Linked DNA regions of Mus musculus: all the other regions are linked to region 2. Evidence: chromatin contacts called from public promoter capture Hi-C data. All regions are on one chromosome and are shown on one strand. Each heading gives the region's core, a stretch centred on a gene start, on an enhancer-like site or on the middle of the called end of the contact. The rest is flanking DNA. Distances are from core to core; before and after follow the strand shown. Region 1 holds the start of Zfp229 (zinc finger protein 229). Region 2 holds the start of Zfp160 (zinc finger protein 160). Region 3 holds the start of Zfp760 (zinc finger protein 760).

Evidence for each region. Promoter capture Hi-C pulls out the DNA fragments that hold promoters and counts their contacts.
Region 1: a promoter capture Hi-C map of liver shows a contact between it and region 2, with 7 times the contacts expected there. The contact joins the promoter of Zfp229 here to the promoter of Zfp160 in region 2. A contact is called at or near these places in 7 of 39 promoter capture datasets (the 3T3-L1 cell line, the HPC-7 cell line, cranial neural crest and 3 more), 1 of 484 Hi-C or Micro-C datasets (cranial neural crest), 2 of 115 datasets of contacts at active chromatin or transcription factors (astrocytes and bone marrow-derived macrophages) and 2 of 9 other capture datasets (adipose tissue and liver).
Region 3: a contact with region 2 is called in a promoter capture Hi-C map of liver, with 6 times the contacts expected there. The contact joins the promoter of Zfp760 here to the promoter of Zfp160 in region 2. A contact is called at or near these places in 10 of 39 promoter capture datasets (the 3T3-L1 cell line, the HPC-7 cell line, HPC-7-derived erythroid cells and 6 more), 1 of 115 datasets of contacts at active chromatin or transcription factors (astrocytes) and 3 of 9 other capture datasets (adipose tissue, liver and macrophages).

Annotation. Positions count from the first base shown.
Region 1 is chr17:21,732,073-21,735,288 of GRCm38.p6, reverse strand. Zfp229 (zinc finger protein 229) reads right to left here and starts at 1,565. Exons shown (of 6, transcript NM_001164676.1): 1 at 1,331-1,565.
Region 2 is chr17:21,007,358-21,010,828 of GRCm38.p6, reverse strand. It overlaps Zfp160 (zinc finger protein 160), which reads right to left and starts at 1,888. Exons shown (of 5, transcript NM_145483.2): 1 at 1,843-1,888.
Region 3 is chr17:21,705,874-21,709,449 of GRCm38.p6, reverse strand. It overlaps Zfp760 (zinc finger protein 760), which reads right to left and starts at 1,709. Exons shown (of 6, transcript NM_001008501.2): 1 at 1,557-1,709; 2 at 728-839; 3 at 154-245.

The DNA.
Region 1 (3,216 bases), core at 316-2,815, 720 kb before region 2:
TCTCCCTGTAATGAGCTGTGGTGTGAAGTTCAGCCACACTGAGCTCACACACGTGCGGCCCCTTCCTTTGAGAAGGAAATTGAGGATGAGAAAATAATAGATCCAGAAAACTCTTCTCACACACAGTAACCAAAGGCTGTGCTTCTATTGTAATCATTCTAGAATAAGCACTCTGAGACACCACTGCCAGTGAAAGAATAGATGTCACAGATGGACCAAAGGTGGGAGAGCTCTGAAAGGCCTGGTCTCCAGGCCAGTTCCTATATGCATTTTATAGTCTATAAGCACAAGGTGGGGCCAGAAGGAAAGTAAGCAGGACTTCCCTGAAGCATCAAGGCAGTTAGCTTGGAGGTTTTTCAAATGCAGGTTACAGCTGACAGATGTAAGCTTTGCGGGTAAGGTAGGTAAGGGCAAGACTTTTGTTTCCGCCACCTCTCCAGGTCATTCTGTTCCAAGTAGCAAGATGAAGTTGCAGAACACTACAGCAGTGCTTTAAGTAAATCATTCAATAAATCAGTAATTCAGTATCAAATAAATGGTCTTTTCTACCTTATCCCACTTTAATTCTAACATGAAGTCTCTATGCAAAAAGCCCCGTGAAGAGAGTGTAGGCATTCCCTCTTTTCCTGGGACAAGTCCACAGCCACATCACTGGAGATCAACAAATCCTGAAATAAAAAGCAACACTTTGGCCACCTGCCCTTGAGTAAAGTGCAGGTTATGAACCAAGGGCACATTGAATTGGAGACTGTTTTCTGAAGTAAGTAAGCAGCCACAGTTATGCAAAGGTCCTTTCTACTGTGGTGCTTTGTCACTGAACATACTGTAGGGTCTGATATCTTCACACTCAGCATGCATAAGGTGACTTTCTGGACTCTAAGATGTAACATTAAGACCCTCACCTGGAATACAAGATTTTGAGTACTGTATTTACATCATAGAATGTGTGCATCTCAGATGTCAAGTTAGTGATAAAATTCTACAGAGTAAATATTAATGATTACAACTATAACTGTGGAGTTTGTGAAAATATATTTGTGATTCTTCTGTCGATCCTTATGTGACTAATATCTAACAAGTTTTTTAGGTTGACAATCCACCAGCTCTAAATGCTACTCTCTTGAAAAGCTTGGATAATTTAAAGTGTTTTGTTCTTTCCGAACTAACAAAGAGAATTGTGAGATTTTTAAGAGAATATGTTGAAAACCTTACAAGAAAAAAAAAAGTCAGGAATTGTCCAGTTCTTAGGAGCTCATGAGAGCAGAGTCCTAATGAGTAGCCCAGAAACCGATCACACCCTACTCCGCTCCAGCCCCGCAGCGCCTCTGACCTGGGAGGTTCCAGGGCCGCCGGGCTGCGGTTTCCGCCGCCGCGCTGCTGACTCTACCAGGATGCCCCGCGCGGCACCTGCGGCTCTCGGGAGTTTTCACGTCTCCGCAAGACCCTGGGCAGTGTCCTTGGCCCAGATTCTGCACTAGGTGTCCCCGGAAATTTCTGAGGGAAAGGCGAGTTTTGCTGAGGCCCTCTCCCGCTTTTGGGAATATGTTGCCTACTCTGGTCCCACCCACTATTAAGTGTCCTCTCACCGTACCCAATCCCGCCCACCTACTTCCTGTTCCGTTTACTTTCCCAAGGGTCCCAGCTATGTTGTTCTGAAAACTGCAAGTATCCAACGCCCACTGGGCGGCAGACACCTTAAGAAATGTCAATTGCCATGGGAAAGGGTGAAAAGGGGGCAGTGTTCTCTAAGGACGGCAAATTAGAGGCAGACTACAAAACAGTTCTAGAGACTGTTCAATGGCGTGAAAGCCCAAAGAAAGGGTTCAAATATCTGAACGAAACTTAAAAATGACAGAACAAAATGACTGGAGATCAAGAAATCACAAGCAAAGGGTGGAGAGAAAAATGAGGACTAAATAGATGAATCCAATAAGGCCAGGTGTTAAGGAAAACTTAATATGAAGTAACGGGGAAAAAGGAAATTCACTGGGCAGTAGTGTTGCAAGCCTGTAAAATCTCAGCACTCAGAAGGCAGAGCCAGGCCTGAGTTCAAGGCCAGCCTGGCCTACAGAGTGAGTTCCAGCACAGCCAGGGCTACATAACGAGATCCAGTCTTGAAAAAAAAAAAAAAAAGTAGAAGCTCTCAGTAAACATAGGCTATATTTCTTGGTAATCTGTTCCTGGCATTTTTGACTTCCTTAATTTTCCTGGTAAACGTTGTGCATGTCCCTTTGCGTGTGTCTATGTGTGTATGTGTTGTTGTTGTTTCTTCAGAGCAATATGTCTTCAGTGTTTATGTCACAGGTCGCGTGGAGTATCAACATCCTGAATCTTTGATGCTTTGATCTTGGGATTCTTTGTTTAAAGGCTTTCTGACAGCACATTGGCAGGCATCAATTTCTTTACAGACATTGAAAGGAATTCGACCCTCCCACCCTTTACTTGACATCAGGCACATACTGCTTTGGGTAAAGACACTGTTCTTCATGGGAAAACCTTGTCATTCCCATTACTGACTGGGACAACAAAACCCTTTTGCTCTTTAAGCAGAACATAAACAAATACTTCCGTGGCCAAGTGCCTCTCGTAGAAACTACAAAGTTAAGTTCTTCAGCCACTTAAGTGGCTAAATTTTATGAACACAGCATCAACACACATAAAATAGGACTCTAATTACAATGCTGCCTACTTGTGTTGGACTGATCAAATCTAAAATAGAACAAACATACAATTTGTGTTAAAAAAAATCAAGTAAAATATTTGGGGGTTATATCCCCCAGGGAAAAAGATTCCCAAGGAAGCCATCCCACTGAGTTACCAATTTCACAAAATAAGCCAAGTAATTATCCTTTGCTTCTCACATGCTGAAATAATAAAATATGAGTGCTTCAAATTAGAGGCAAGATATTTTTCCATTTAGCTTCAATGTTATACTAAAAATACTGTTTTACTTATTAAAAACAAATATGTACAGTTTTTAAACTTTAAAAACTATAGCCCATGTATTTTAGTCAAAATATAGATCAACAAACTGAAGAGATATCATTAAAGAAAAACAACAAAAACCAGTAACCCTAGATTACATTACACATCATTCGTTTTGTTTTGTTTGTTTTGTTTTGTTGGTTTTTTGAGGCAGGGTTTCTCTGTCTAGCCCTGGCTATCCTGGAACTTACTCTGTAGACCAGGCTGGCCTCAAACTCAGAAATCCGCCTG
Region 2 (3,471 bases), core at 639-3,138:
CAGGACATGGGACTTGGAAGTGAAAGGGTACAGTGGTGAGAAACGGTGGCGTTTGAAGTGAGCAAGATATGAGTTAAATAAATAGCTAGAGCCATGAGTCCCACCATGTGTGAAGAAGAGGCCCTTGGTCCTGGGAAGCTTCTATGCCACAGTATAGGGGAATGCCAGGGACAGGAAGCAGGAGTAGGTGGGTTGGGGAGCAAGGGAAGGGGAGAGGAGATAGGGGATTTTCGGAGGGGAAACTAAGAAAGGGGATAACATTTGAAATGTAAATAAAGAAAATATCTCATAAAAATGTCTATAAAATAATAATAATAAAAAAGATATGAGTTAAAGTACTTAAGTTGGTGCCTGAAGGAGAAAAAACATCACACATTTACTGTGACCGGAGGCAACACATTCTATGCTAAAAGTTAAGTGTTAGGGGGTTAGAAGAATCCCACAGCTCCTCCACACATTACCCCTGTCAAAGAAGGGTGACACTGTCTAAAAAATCTCACATTAGTTCTGGCTGTATAAGGACTATAAAGGATCAGTAAACACCAACAGTATTTATTCATTGAGAAAGTGTCTTAGTTATTTGTCTTAGTATTCCACGCCACCTTTAAAGTCTCCATTTTCCTACCCCAGCTTTCTTCCCACATGCTGGCATTACTGATCTGTGCCACCATGCCTAACACAATACCAGTTAATGCCCATCAGATCAAGTTTTGCAACTCTCTTCCATACCACTAAAATTCAAACAAAAATTAAGGGTTTTTTTATTTCAACAACAAAGACAAGCTCAGTAATAATAACCTTACTATTCCATCAACTTCTGCTTTATCCAGCCTGCCCCTCCCTCATTCTGCACTATCTTATTCACACTTTCTGAAGGGACTTTGCCAGCTCCAGCATGGTGACCATGACTCTGGTAGGCCTTGCCCCTTTCCTCTCTCTGCCTTGCTAAAAACTCTCAGATTACATTCCTAAAGCTACACCCAAAGTCTATTCCTTTATTTGGCCAATTCCTCCTCCTGACACTTACTATGAAGGCCCAGCTATCAAAGCATTGAAGTCTGGCAACCGAAAGGCACCTCTGGCTCACCTAATTAATGTGCCAGCTAAACACCTCGTCCTAATAAGGGGATTCTCATTTTACCTCTATAAGCCGCCATTTGCCTATGGGTCACATCTGTCTCCTCTCTATCTAGAAACAGTCATTTGTCCCACTTCTGGACAAATACTCCTAACCCCTCTCTCTTGCCCCTTTCTGCCCTCTTCTTTGTTCCCTTCCCCTTCTTCCTCTATCTCCTGTCTCTGACCTTTATCCGGGCCTTCTGTACCTCTAAGACAAATAAATCTTTGTGCTGAGAACTTGGTCTGAGAACTTGGTCTTGGAAGTTCTCCCCAGATACTTTCCCTTTCGCTTCCATCGCCTGCTTTTCTTTCTGTCACACATTATGGCAGTTTAGCTGTTCTCTCACCCTCCTCTCCACTCTTGCCAGCATCTCCAGACCCTGCTTTCTTTTTCCTTTCCACCAGGCGCCGCGGCAAGCTGCTCCTCTGCTATTCTGTCACCCGCGGCACTCTCTAGTACCGCATCACCTGGCACTGCCCGCACAAACGATAGTCATGTCTCCTCCCCGACCGCTGAAGCTTTTGAATCCGTGCCCCCGCTCCTTCCTGGCTCCATCCCCTCCCCTGGCTCCGCTGCCATCTCTCTCTCCCACGTTCCTACTTCCTCAGTCTCGCAGCTCTCCGCGTCACCGAGTGGAGCTTTGCACACAAGATGGGGACTCCAGGGCAGAGGTCCGGGTTCTGAGTGCCAGCAACCGGCCTAAAGAATCTGGGAAAACTCACCCAGCTACAAAATTTATGCAGAGCAAAACCGCTTCCGGGTCGCTGCGCAGGAGTGCATTCAGCATTCGCGGTCAGATCCGGGGTAAAATAAGGCGGGACCAGAGAACAAGTGATTGACGCTAACAAGGGGCGGTACCTAGAAAGGAAGCTGCTCTGAGAAGGAAATTTTAGGGCATGCTGGCCACTGCGTGCTAGTGGGACTTGGAACAGGAAACTGTTGCTTGGAGGGGACAGTATTTAAAGAAATGTTTATGGGCTAGAGAGGACCTGAATGCTGAGAATGGCGTGGTGAGGGCTTAGAACTGTTTCGGAAAACAGCGGGGTGGGGGTGGAGGGTCAAACCAAATAATGGACTAGAAGGGAGTGTGGGGATGCATTGGAGAGTAGGATAGTGCTCAAGTACAAGTGGGCATGGGTCTGGCTCTACAAGGGGATTCAGAGTAGGTTGTGTTCTTGGTGCACAGTTCTCAGTCCCTCCTTATTCTCCCACAGGTTCCTAGCTCTAAGGAGCAGGGCTCCTGAGCATTGTCAATCAGTAACCATGCATAGGTAGGAGAGTCGGGGACGATGGTGAATATAAGCAAGCATTGATTTTATTTTTAATTCGAAGAGTTTTATATATAAAAACAATTACCTATTTTAAAAGTTATATTTTCTGTTACAAAAGAGAATTGCATTCACAAAGGTCATGAACGATTGGCATTGAAGATCGATTCTTTTTTTAAGTGCCAACTTTTCTCTTTGTAATAAAAATAACAATTTAAAAATATTTTAAGTGCTTTTTGGCTTGAAAGTTTGAAACAGCATATAAGCTATTTTGGCATTCTCATTGAAAGTTCTTACTGTATCTACTTTAAATAGAAACAAACTCTTGCATACAAGTACATGTGTTCTAAAGGATGTTTGTGACAGCAGTCTGCAGATGTAACTGTCAAAGGTCAGCGGGAATAATTTGAGGAATGGCTAATGAAAAATATTTCTTCTCATTTCCACCATGTAGCATATCTACAGTTCATCAAACATTTCCAAAGGAAGTACACATAGAATTCAACAAACTATCACCAGTATAGAATAATGAGATGCACTGAGTTTCCCTGGTACTTCACCATTGCAAAGTACTTTCAGATACATACTTTTAAATATATAATGAATAGTAATCATTTCACCCTACACTACTGTCTCATGATCCCTACTACTTCCTGCTGAACATTTTAATATATGCATTATGTTAGTAGAAAGTCATTTGCTATTCATCCTATTGAAAGCAGTTGCTCAGAGTCTGGACATCCTCTCTGCAAATGTCCTTCAAAATGCCATGTCCTTGGGCAGGTTGCCCCCCTAAATCTGAAGCAGAGGTAAGAAAAAGAGAAGAGGAAACAAAGATATTTAAAATATGGTATTGCTCTTGAGAACCACTAGAAGGTGAACCATTTCCATAAGGATTCTTTTATCTCATGAATATGTGCCTAGGGTCCTGTACTGGCTGGTTTTGTGTGTCAACTTGACACAAGCTGAAGGTATCACAGAGAAAGGAAACTCCCTTGAGGAAATGCCTCCATGAGATCCTGCTATAAGGCATTTTCTCAATTAGTGAACAAGGGAGGGAGGGCCTATTCTGAGTGGTGCCAT
Region 3 (3,576 bases), core at 460-2,959, 700 kb before region 2:
TCTAAAGTTTACAAAGGATAATCCTGAGGACATTATTCTCAGTGGAAGTCTCCAGAATAATCTCTACAACAGAATGTGGCAAAACTGACTTCATGTCCCATTTCCACTGTCACTTAAACTCCTTCCCACCCCTTTGTCAATCCTCCAACATACCTGGATCCTTTGCTACTGATGCCTCTCTCTCCACCTTCCAGGGCACTTTGTCCTGCTCGACGATAAGCAGGTGTAGCTGAAAAGTGCAAGCCCTGCATATGAGAGATTCTTCAGTAAGTACCAGGATTTCTAACACAGTACTATGCTCAGCAGAAATACAGAAAAGGGAACAGAGGGTTCTACAAATGATCCCCCAACTGTTACATAGGGTCAGCATGCTGAAAATATTCAGGGAGCATTTTGAGTTTCCATAACTTGAATCCTACTTCTAATCATAGCTCAATCAAAACTCAAGGGAAAAAAATGAATCTGTATTACTGGAGTGATATTATAAACTACTGAGTATCTAGTTTCATCATGGAACAAAAACGAAAGAAGCCTTACACATCCCAAAATAACAAACATGAAGAACAGATGAAATTTCATGAAAACTTTGTCTTTTTCTCTGAGGCTTTCACTTTCTTCTGTGAGATGTGAGGCTCATCTCATTCACACACAGCTCACACACATGCAGAGTAATTTCCCCAGGAACCCCGAGGAGCAAGGAAAAGTGCAAGAGACTATTGTTACTCACAGAAACAGGACTGCTGCAATTCTGCAATATTCAATCTCAGTACAAAACCCTATGAGTGAGGTCCAGGCATTTCCTCTTCTTCCTGAGAGAAGTTCACCGCATGTCAACAACCCTGAAATTACAAAGCAACAGTTTGCCCTTTGTCCATTGTCAGAGTGTTTCTTGCATCAGAAAAGATACTTTCTAACTTTGTCCCATTACATACTGTTTTCTAATGTAAACAGTGTGGCCTGTTATCCTCACTCTCAACATGCATACTGTACTTCTCTGGACTCCTGAGGTGTGCCTTAAAACCTCAGCATAAGAACACATATTTGTTATATTCACATCAGCGTGTATGCATCTCAAATGCAAAATGAGTGATGAGTAAAACCTTTATTTAAGAATTGTTAAAATTTACAAACATAACTGTGTAGCTTAGCAAAAAAAAAAAAAAAAAAAAATCCACAAACTGATCAAAATCTGCAGTTACTCCTTATGGGGCTGGTAGTTAACAAGCTCTCTGGGACCTTAAAGTCTCCATGTCAAATTCCTCTCTCTTGAATACGAAACGGGTAGACCAAGGGCGTTAGAAAATGCCAACAGTTTTAGTTTTTGCATAACAGCAAAAAGAATAGTGTTTTCAATGGTCAAAACATAAACTCAATTAGTCTAAGGGATACAGTCTTGAGAATATTCTGGAAACCACGGATAAATGGTAAAATCAGCATGTGTCCCATTTCATATGTTCTCAAACTTATCTTCAAGGGTATTACCCTTCACCAGAATTGTGAAAACGGTATCCTTATGAGCAGCAGAAAACTGAACATGCCCCTGGTCCAGTTCCTACCTGTTTACTACAGCTCTTCTGACCTGGGAGATGCTAGGATCGCCGGGCTGCGGTTCCCGCCACTGTGGTGCGGACCGGCGAGTCTCCCAGACCGTTCTACGAGGCTCCAGTGGCTGCAGGAAGTTTTCACATCTACTTGAAACTCTGGCCAGTGTCGGCCGTCCAGCCCTTAAACAAAGATTTCCTCTCAGAGAATGGAGGGTTTTCCGGCCCCTCCCTCCTGCGGCCACTGGAGCCGCCTTTGGGTCCGCCTATTATAGATAGGTTCCGGTTACGTAGGTTCTCTGACCCAGCCCACTGGTTCAAATCCCTTGTCCAATTGAGTTTTCCAGGCCTTCCATGCGGGCTTTAGTTTTCTCTTCGCTCTATTTTTCTAGACCAGTTTTCCCGCCCCGTGGAGACCGGTCCCTCCCACTCCGTCTCAGGCTGCCTTCCACACAGCTCCAGACGCCAGGCTGCTCTGCACATTCTCTGCGCAGCCTCACCATGAGCACTGCCATCCTTGACCAGAACTGGATCTAGTAGGACACTGCACCCCAGAACCTGCCCCACACTCTTGATTCGGAACCTTTCAGATGCAAGATAGTCTCGACTTGACTAGCAGCCTGTGGGCTACATACATCAAACAATAGCAGGTTAAATTCAGAGGCCAGAGTCCGATCCCCAACGGACACACACAAAATGGCAAGCCAAAACCTGAAACTCAAAACTCAGATCCAATTGGCACTGTCTCCCAAGTGCTGGGATTAAAGTTCTATACCACCATGTCCAGATATTTATGTTTATATTATTTATACTGGTGTGATTTGTAAGTATAGACCGGATAAATGCTCTGGCACATTATTTAGAAGGGTATTTTTTTCTTTAGTATGAATTTTCTGAAGTGTTGTTAGAGTTGAGCACCGAGTAAGATTTGTGACATTCTTTACAGATGTAAGGTCTCTTTAATCTGAACTCTCTGATGTCTTCTAAGACTTGTATGCTAGATAAAGGGTATATCACAATCATTGCTTTATTACGTTTTTTTCTCCAGTATGAATTTTCTGATGTGCTCGAAGAGTTGAACCCTTTGCAAAATATCTGTCACACACCTTACATCTGTGAGGTCTCTCTCCAGTATGAACTCTCTGATGTCGTCTAAGATGTGAGTCCTGGATAAAGGATTTGTCACATACCTCACATTTGTAAGGCTTCTCACCAGTAGGGATTCTGGAAAGTGTTTTAAGATGTGATAACTCAAGAAAGTACTTACCACATTCTTTGTGTTTGCATAATTTCTCTAGAGAATGAGTTTCCTGATGCCTTCTATATGAGGCATAGTGAATAAAGGATTTGTCACACTCTTTACAGTTATAAGGCTTCTCTCCTGTATGCAATTTCTGATGGCTTTTAAGTGCTGACAACTGAGGAAATGACTTTCCACATGCATTGCATTTGTAAAGCTTCTCCCCAGTATGACTTCTTTGATGTGTTTTAAGGCTTGAGCACTGGTTAAAGGATTTGTCACATACATCACATTTATAAGGCTTTTCACCAGTATGGATTCTGTAATGCCTTTTAAGATGAGATAATTCAATACAGGATTTACTACATTCTTTGCATTTGTATAATTTCTCTAGAGAATGAGTTTTCTAGTTCTACCAGAAGATCCAGCAATACCACTCCTGAGCATATACCCAGATGATGCTCCTACATGTAATAAGAACACATGTTCCACTATGTTCATAGCAGCCTTATTTATAGTAGGCTGAAGCTGTAAAGAACTCAGATGTCCTTCAAGAGAGGAATGGATACAGAAAATGTGGTACATTTACACAATGGAGTACTACACAGCTATAAAACAATGAATTTATTATATTCTTAAACAAATGGATGGATCTGGAGGATATCATCATGAGTGAGGTAACCCAATCACAAAAGAACACACATTATATGCATTCACTGCTAAATGGATATTAGCCCAAAATCTCAGAATCCTTCTTAGAAGGGGGAACAAAATACCCATGGAAGGAGTTAAAGA